Regions from separate parts of the Mus musculus genome. Here region 2 is linked to region 1. The links are chromatin contacts, called in public Hi-C maps. All regions are on one chromosome and are shown on one strand. The core of a region is the stretch at or near the end of the contact, and the rest is flanking DNA. Distances in the headings are between cores, read along the strand shown.

What was found. Hi-C and Micro-C count contacts between places; a contact is called where the count stands out from the background.
Region 2: a Hi-C map of cortical neurons shows a contact between it and region 1, with 2.5 times the contacts expected there. The contact joins two enhancer-like sites. A contact is called at or near these places in 1 of 39 promoter capture datasets (cranial neural crest), 1 of 15 datasets of contacts at CTCF or cohesin (large pre-B cells), 5 of 484 Hi-C or Micro-C datasets (bone marrow-derived macrophages, cerebral cortex, cortical neurons and 2 more), 8 of 115 datasets of contacts at active chromatin or transcription factors (bone marrow-derived macrophages, craniofacial prominence, embryonic basal ganglia and 5 more) and 1 of 9 other capture datasets (embryonic tail).

Annotation. Positions count from the first base shown.
Region 1 is chr3:52,005,713-52,009,223 of GRCm38.p6, forward strand. The region is part of intron 1 of Maml3 (mastermind like transcriptional coactivator 3); the gene reads right to left. Among named protein-coding and RNA genes, the nearest start is that of Maml3, 98 kb to the right of the region's middle. Within about 2 kb of position 2,154, at least 184 of the 459 cell types and tissues checked have an H3K27ac peak or open chromatin away from gene starts, as enhancers often do. A contact at or near this core is called in cortical neurons and granulocyte-monocyte progenitors, where this site is marked.
Region 2 is chr3:51,727,537-51,731,004 of GRCm38.p6, forward strand. All of the region lies in intron 2 of Maml3 (mastermind like transcriptional coactivator 3), which reads right to left. Among named protein-coding and RNA genes, the nearest start is that of Gm46803, 22 kb to the left of the region's middle. Within about 2 kb of position 1,280, at least 69 of the 459 cell types and tissues checked have an H3K27ac peak or open chromatin away from gene starts, as enhancers often do. A contact at or near this core is called in cortical neurons and granulocyte-monocyte progenitors, where this site is marked.

The sequences.
Region 1 (3,511 bases), core at 904-3,403:
GTGGAAGAGACAGAGAGATGGCTCACCAAGGAAATGGAATCTGAGGTGTGTTTTGTGGCTACGATTTCCACATGGGAAGAGTCAGTGTGGAAGGAGGGCAGAGCTGGCAAAGCAGAGCACGTATCAGGCACGCAGAAGAGTCCTTCAAGACACATCACACCCAGCACCTACACGGGCTGTTAGAGTCACATGTGTGAATCTGAGGCAGGACACCTAAGGACTTAGAGGGATTTGCCTTTGGCCAGCTGTGTTGTTAGGAGGTGGGTGTGAAACCAGGATTGAAAGGAGAGAATTCTCAACGAGAAGAAGAGAAGAAGCAGAGCAGGTCCTGGCAGGTTCCCTTGGCTGGAGCATGGCGCCTGCATCTCAATAATGAAGTCAGGGCCTGGCTCCCAACTCTGCTCTGGATAAGGGGGGAGGTGGGTAAATATATCAAAGCTGAGTTGAGCTTGCTGAAGGAAGAGTCAAGTGTACAGAACTCTCTGGTCTTCCTTCCTTCCTTCCTTCCTTCCTTCCTTCCTTCCTTCCTTCCTTCCTTCCTTCCTTCCTTCCTCCTCCTTCTCCTCCTCTTTCTCCTTTTTACTTCTTAGCCCATTTTAGGAGTTTTACTTTAGACCCAGTAGATGACAAAGGCATTGCATGAACCCGACACACCATAATGTGTGCACGCCTCTGGTTTAACCCAGATGAAACCAGAAGCAGGGAGAACAAGACTGGTTCCGAATCAAGACTGGTTCCGAATCTTGTCTAAATGTTGCAAAGGCTGCAGGCAGCACTGGCTACCTTTGCTCTTCAGACTAAAAGGGAAACATTGGAGTTCCTCAACCTTTGTAAACATTTCCCCGTGTGATCCCTTCGGCTTAATCTAGCCTTAGCTGTGCTTCCTCCTATAAAAGCCATTTAGCTCTGGTTCAAACAAAAAAACCAAGAATCCGTGTAAAGGCTGGGAAAGGCAGATGGGGAGGGAGAAGGATCTTTTATTCTGTGGGATCCCGAGTGAGGAATGGAACAGGTTTCATCCTTTTGACTGTGCACCCCAATGGCAAATCCAGGAAGAGGGTAGAAGAAACCTAATGCTGTCTGCTAAAGGCCAGGGGACACTTGCAGTTATCAGCGCACACAGGAGGGCGTCTTGTTCCTGGGCTGCAAAAGCAGTGGTGCCTCTCACCTTCATCACCAAAGAGAGCATTCTCCATGAAATCTGTGTTGTCCCGAGGTCAGATCTGCAAAGCTATAATTATCCAGGTAACTCGGGTCCGATGTTTCTCAAAATATCCAGGTAATTATAGGAGAAAGGTCATTTCCTCTATATAATCTCAAACCTACCACTGGCTGTCTACACTGGCAGTTTGCCAGTCAAGATCGCCTGTCATTTCCATTTTGTTCTTTACTAGAATTTGCCAAGGACTAAGAATCCTAATGGGGGAGTTTTAAAAATGACTTTTGTACGGATACCGCTTCCTTCACCACCACCCCCCCCCTCACCAATGTTCTGCCGGTGTCCTCACAAGATGTAAAAACACCCTCTGCTAATTTTTAACACTCCAATGAATTGCATTCTGGGAAAAAAGATATTGTGAGACAGAAAGGAAAGGAGAGGGGTGAAGAGGAGGAAGAAAGGACAGAACGGTCCCAGGGCCTCCAAAACTGAGGACCTTAACTGCTTGGCCCTATTCCGAGAGAGAGAGAGAGAGAGAGAGAGAGAGAGAGAGAGAGAGAGAGAGAGAGAGAGAGAGAGAGAGAGAGAGAGAGAAAGCACAGGTCTGCAGGTCAACAACCCGCTCTTTCCGACTATGGGCTTTGACAGCAGGGGTAGTTTCGGGACGGGAAGAAGCGCATCTGCATGGGGAAGCCACTGTTCCTTTGCTTCACAAAGGAAGAAAAAAATGGCATTTATCCCAAGTAAGGCAGAACGTGGTAGGATTCGCCTCCCCCATCCTTTCTTCCCCCTTCCTCCTCCCATCGCCCTCACCGCCACCGCCCCTTCCTGTCGGAAGAGAAAAGGTGGGAGGGGGAGGAGGACCCACCGGTCACAGGCGGCGCGGTGGGATTCTCTTTCTTTGGCTTTTACCAGCCAATGGGGGTCAGGACGCTATTGGTTCAGCATCATGTGCGAGCGGGTGCCTCTCGCTTAGCAACAGCGAGCAGCGAGCAGCGGAGGCAGGAAGCAACGCCACCTGGCCCAGGGAGTGTGCGATGCTTTAAAAGGGAGACAGAAGGGGAGAAGAAAGAGCAATCTAGCTTAACATATTGTACTCCCAAGAACAAGGCTTCATCAGGCTGATAAAGACAGCCAGCCAGGCAAAAACCGGACACGAGCTCTGTCCCATGAGCATGTCTGTATCACCCTAGGTGGTCTACACATAGTTTTTGTTTTAAGGGACACTCTACTGTGCTGCAAGGGAGGTGGATGGAAAGATGGTTATCTGGGAGGTAGGGGTGAATCTACAACTCTCAGTGAGTTCAGTCAGTCTTATTCTCACATTAGGGTATTACTAGAAAAGACAAGTAAAATTGGGTGTGCTTGAAAAGGCAATTGGCTAGGTAGGAATCATGGCTTTCTTCCTTTTCTTTTTCTTTCTTTTTTCTTTTTCTTTTCTTTTTTTTAATTAATCAACACAGTAGCTGTTTCTAAGTGCTAAATTCCATCATAGTGGCCAACAATTAGCCCTTTGGAGTAGAAAATGGCAAAAGAGAAAGACAATCCTGTAAAGTGTGCTGTGCTGTGTGTGTGTGTGTGTGTGTGAGAGAGAGAGAGAGACAGACAGACAAGACCTGGGCTGTGTGTGTGATGTGGTGTGTGTATGAGTATGTATGTGTGTAGTGTGTGATGTGGTGTGGTGTGGTGTGTATATGAGTATGTATGTGTGTAGTGTGTGATGTGGTGTGTGTATGTATGTATGTGTGTAGTGTGTGATGTGGTGTGGTGTGGTGTGTGTATGAGTATGTATGTGTGTAGTGTGTGATGTGGTGTGTGTATGTATGTGTGTAGTGTGTGATGTGGTGTGGTGTGGTGTGTATATGAGTATGTATGTGTGTAGTGTGTGATGTGGTGTGTGTATGTATGTGTGTAGTGTGTGATGTGGTGTGGTGTGGTGTGTGTATGAGTATGTATGTGTGTAGTGTGTGATGTGGTGTGTGTATGTATGTGTGTAGTGTGTGATGTGGTGTGGTGTGGTGTGTATATGAGTATGTATGTGTGTAGTGTGTGATGTGGTGTGTGTATGTATGTGTGTAGTGTGTGATGTGGTGTGGTGTGGTGTGGTGTGTGTATGAGTATGTATGTGTGTAGTGTGTGATGTGGTGTGTGTATGTATGTGTGTAGTGTGTGATGTGGTGTGTGTATGTATGTGTGTAGGGGGAGATTTTGGGTTTCTCTTTGCTGCTTCTGTGATTCAAGAGGTATTTTGAGGAGGCTGGGATGAGCTCTGAAGGTCTCCCTGCCTGCCTGTAGCAGACGTTGTGCCAGTGATAATAAGGAAAAGCATCCAGCTCATTCATATCCCCTCAG
Region 2 (3,468 bases), core at 30-2,529, 280 kb before region 1:
ATGACTGTAATCTGGGAGAGATTTCTCCTACCACAGGATAAGGCCTAGAGAGAGCCTGAACATTTTTCTTTTAGTTCAAGTCCTAGAAGACGATCTTGGGGTGTCTCCCTGTGACTAAGGATGCAGAAAAGCCAAAGAACAGCTTGCAATGAATGAGGTGGCTGTTCAGAGCTGGCAATCGCTGGGCCATCTGTTTAACAGTACAGTCTAAAATGTATATGGCATTAAAATACGCTGGGCCCACACCAGACCTTTGGTCAGTTCTGGGGTCTAAAGAGGAAATGGAAGGTTAAGTGTGAAAAACTTGAGGGTAAGGGAAATGACTTCAATCTCTAAAGTAAAATTGCTTCATCTAACTGAAACAAACAAACAAAAACTGTTCAGCATTAGCTAAAAACAAAAACAAAACCCAAATCCTGTTGATGTGACTGGGTGCTGGACCAAGAGGGTATATTTAGTGTCCCACGCCGTAGGGCTGCATCTTGAAGCCCAACAGGAAGTATCTGGAGTCACAGCTAAAGATATCTCTGCATGTTTGGAAATTTATGAGCAGCTGTAAAGTGGCTCGATGGTGGGCAGAGGGCTGGAACAGGCTTCCTTTCAAATGAGAGAGGCCGCTGAATTAAACACTCAAATACACCAGGTTCGTGGCAGGCGGAGCACACCTGATATGCTAAAAATAGTCGCAGGAGAAGCTTCTGTTGCTAAAATAATACTGAGCCAATAGGAGCCTTTCCTCCCTCACCTAACAAGGACAGATGAAGGGTGGAGGATGGGTCCTGAGGTCCCATGAAGGGTGCTAGAAACCCCGGCCAAAGCTTAGGGAGTAATTTCCTAGATAGGGCACTTTCTAAATACAAGCAGCTTCCGTAAAATGAATCGCCCGAAGTCCCAGTAATCAATAGATTATTTTTTTTTAATAACACAAGACAGAAATGGTCGCACTGCACAGGACTTCACACCAGTCCTGCTGACGAGTGATGCTTCTGCCTGCTCCATCCTGGTCAGGAACTGGTTATTTTTAGACATCCTTTAGCTGGCTTTCCCTTATCAGCAGCCCCACACCCTGCTCACTCATGCTCCGCTGCAAAGTGCGCCTCCCACCCTCCCACCCCCCACCCCATGCATATGAACGGCGTGCTCAACGGCATGGAAAAAGGTGTGTGTGTGTGTGTGTGTGTGTGTGTGTGTGTGTGTGTGTGCGTGCACACGTGCGGAGCAGGCCACAGGATGATCTGCGGATCCAGGGACAACTTAACTTTGCAACTTGCACCCTGCAATCGAAGACTTTGTTTCTTTTTCTCCTGGTTGTCACTTTTGGGCTGGGGATATAGTACCTACTGTAAAAGCATGGGGACCCACATTCGACGCCCAGACGCCACCTGAAAAAGCCGAGAATAGTGGTATGCATTTATAATCCCAGCAACAGGGAGGCAGGGATAGGTGGATCCCGAGGGTTTGATGGGCAGCCAGCCCAGTCTAAGAGGTGAGCCCAAGGTCAGTGGAGAGACCCTCACTCAAATAAACAAACAACGACGACAAAGCAAGGTAGACTGTGCCTGAGGAAAAAAATGACACTTGAAGTTGCCCTATGGCTTCTATGCCCCTGCCCGCCCCCCTCGGTCCCACGGGACACAAAACCAATTGTTATTTTGGTTGTTGTGCATAGTAGAGCTGACAAAGAACACCATGGTAGCCCTGAACCTTTCTTGTGGTGATGGAGGGACCAGGGCATGCAGAAGCACCATCTGGGTTTGAGGGATGCTGCTGTTGCCATAGTTACTGGGCTTTATTTATTTATTTATTTATTTATTTTGGTCAAAGGTGGGGTGGGGGGCAGCAGAGAGCACCGAGCATACTGGCTCTGTGTGGAGGCTGCAGGAACTGCTTGCTTTTCACCTCAGCTAGACTCTTCACCATCTTTGCTGGGCTACACTCCTGCGTGCCTAAGCTCACAGCAGGGCTGGGCCTGGCTGTTGCCATTGCTCACACTGGGACTGGTCCTGCAGGCTGGGAGGAGAGGGGCCCACCTTCTCCGAAGCAGGCCTTTCTAAAAGCGTCTGCTCGGTGTCCATTTAACTAAGGGGATTATCATTTAGTTTATCTGGTTCCTTTCCCTCGCAACAGATTCTACCGAAACCAGGTTAAAAACCTGTAACGTTGCCATGACAGTACCCGTGACACATGCGCTCAGAGTCATACACACTGCCTCCCTCTGGGACTGCATATGAGAAAGTGAAATTACTTAATGTGTGAGATGAGGGGAATCACAAAGATATCTTTTCCTGGCTCCCTTTCTGCACGGTTATAGTTGTTAAATAGCCTTTACTTTTTTTTTTTTTTTGAGATTTTACTTATTTGTGTGTGTCTCTTTGTTTGCCTGTATGCATGTACACACAAAGGGTGAACACAGTGCCTGTGTGCCTTGGCACTAGAGTCTCAATTGTTAGTTGCCATGGGGGTGGGAGAAATCAAACCTGGGTCCTCTGGAAGAGCAAGCAGTGCCGTAACCTGATGAGCTATCCTACCACCTCATTAAATAGTCTTTAAAATAGTAATAATAAAAAACAAAACAAAAAAACCTGTGACTGGAGTCTTAACATTTTACAACATGGCACCAATTACCCTGAATTTGGCTTGACTAGGTGTGAACGTACAAATTGTGGGGGCATTTAAAGAAATGCCACACAGACTAAAGGTCAAGGAAATAATTAAATTTCCAGCATTCTAAAATGTTTTAGGGTAGCCCACTTCAATACAAATCTGCTTGTTTGCTTTTTACAAATGTAGCAAGTGGCAAAGGTTGTTGTTTTTCTACTTCGAAGTCCTTTGACAGTTACAATATTTAAGTTTTTCATTGCCCCCCCCCCAAAGCCCATATGTTGAAAGGTAGCTTATGTTGGTATTGGGAGGTGTAGAAGGGCCAAGTGGAAGGAAGGTAGGTTGTTGGAGACATGTCTCAGAGGGGTTGAGATCTCGATCTCTCTCTCTCTCTCTCCCCCCCCCTCTCCTCTCTTCTTTAGCTTCCTGGGTCAATTACTCTACCCAGATATGTTTGCTCCCCAATCCCAAAGCAACAGTTCAACACCTCCAGAACTGTGAGCCCAAATAAGGCTTTTCACTAAAAAGCTGTTTTTATCTCAGGGATTTGCAATAACTATAGGATGCTGGCTATCACAGAAGTCTACAAGCTTTCCAATCAACGAAGAACCAAATGTTTGCTGAGTCCCTGCTGTGTGCTGAACATGGGACAAGGTGTTGTTTAGTTCTCTGTGGTTCACCCTCTCCCCAGCTCCTCCCACAGAGCCCAAGCACTGCCTGTTGTGCAAGGCACCAGGAGACAACATCCTTCGTGGTTTTCAAAGCTCTAGATGCCAAGATCATGTTATCGATGGGAACCTCCAACAGTGTGTGGCTCTTCCAAGAAATAAGCAGCCATCAAGGATTACAAAGTAAATCTGTGTGGCA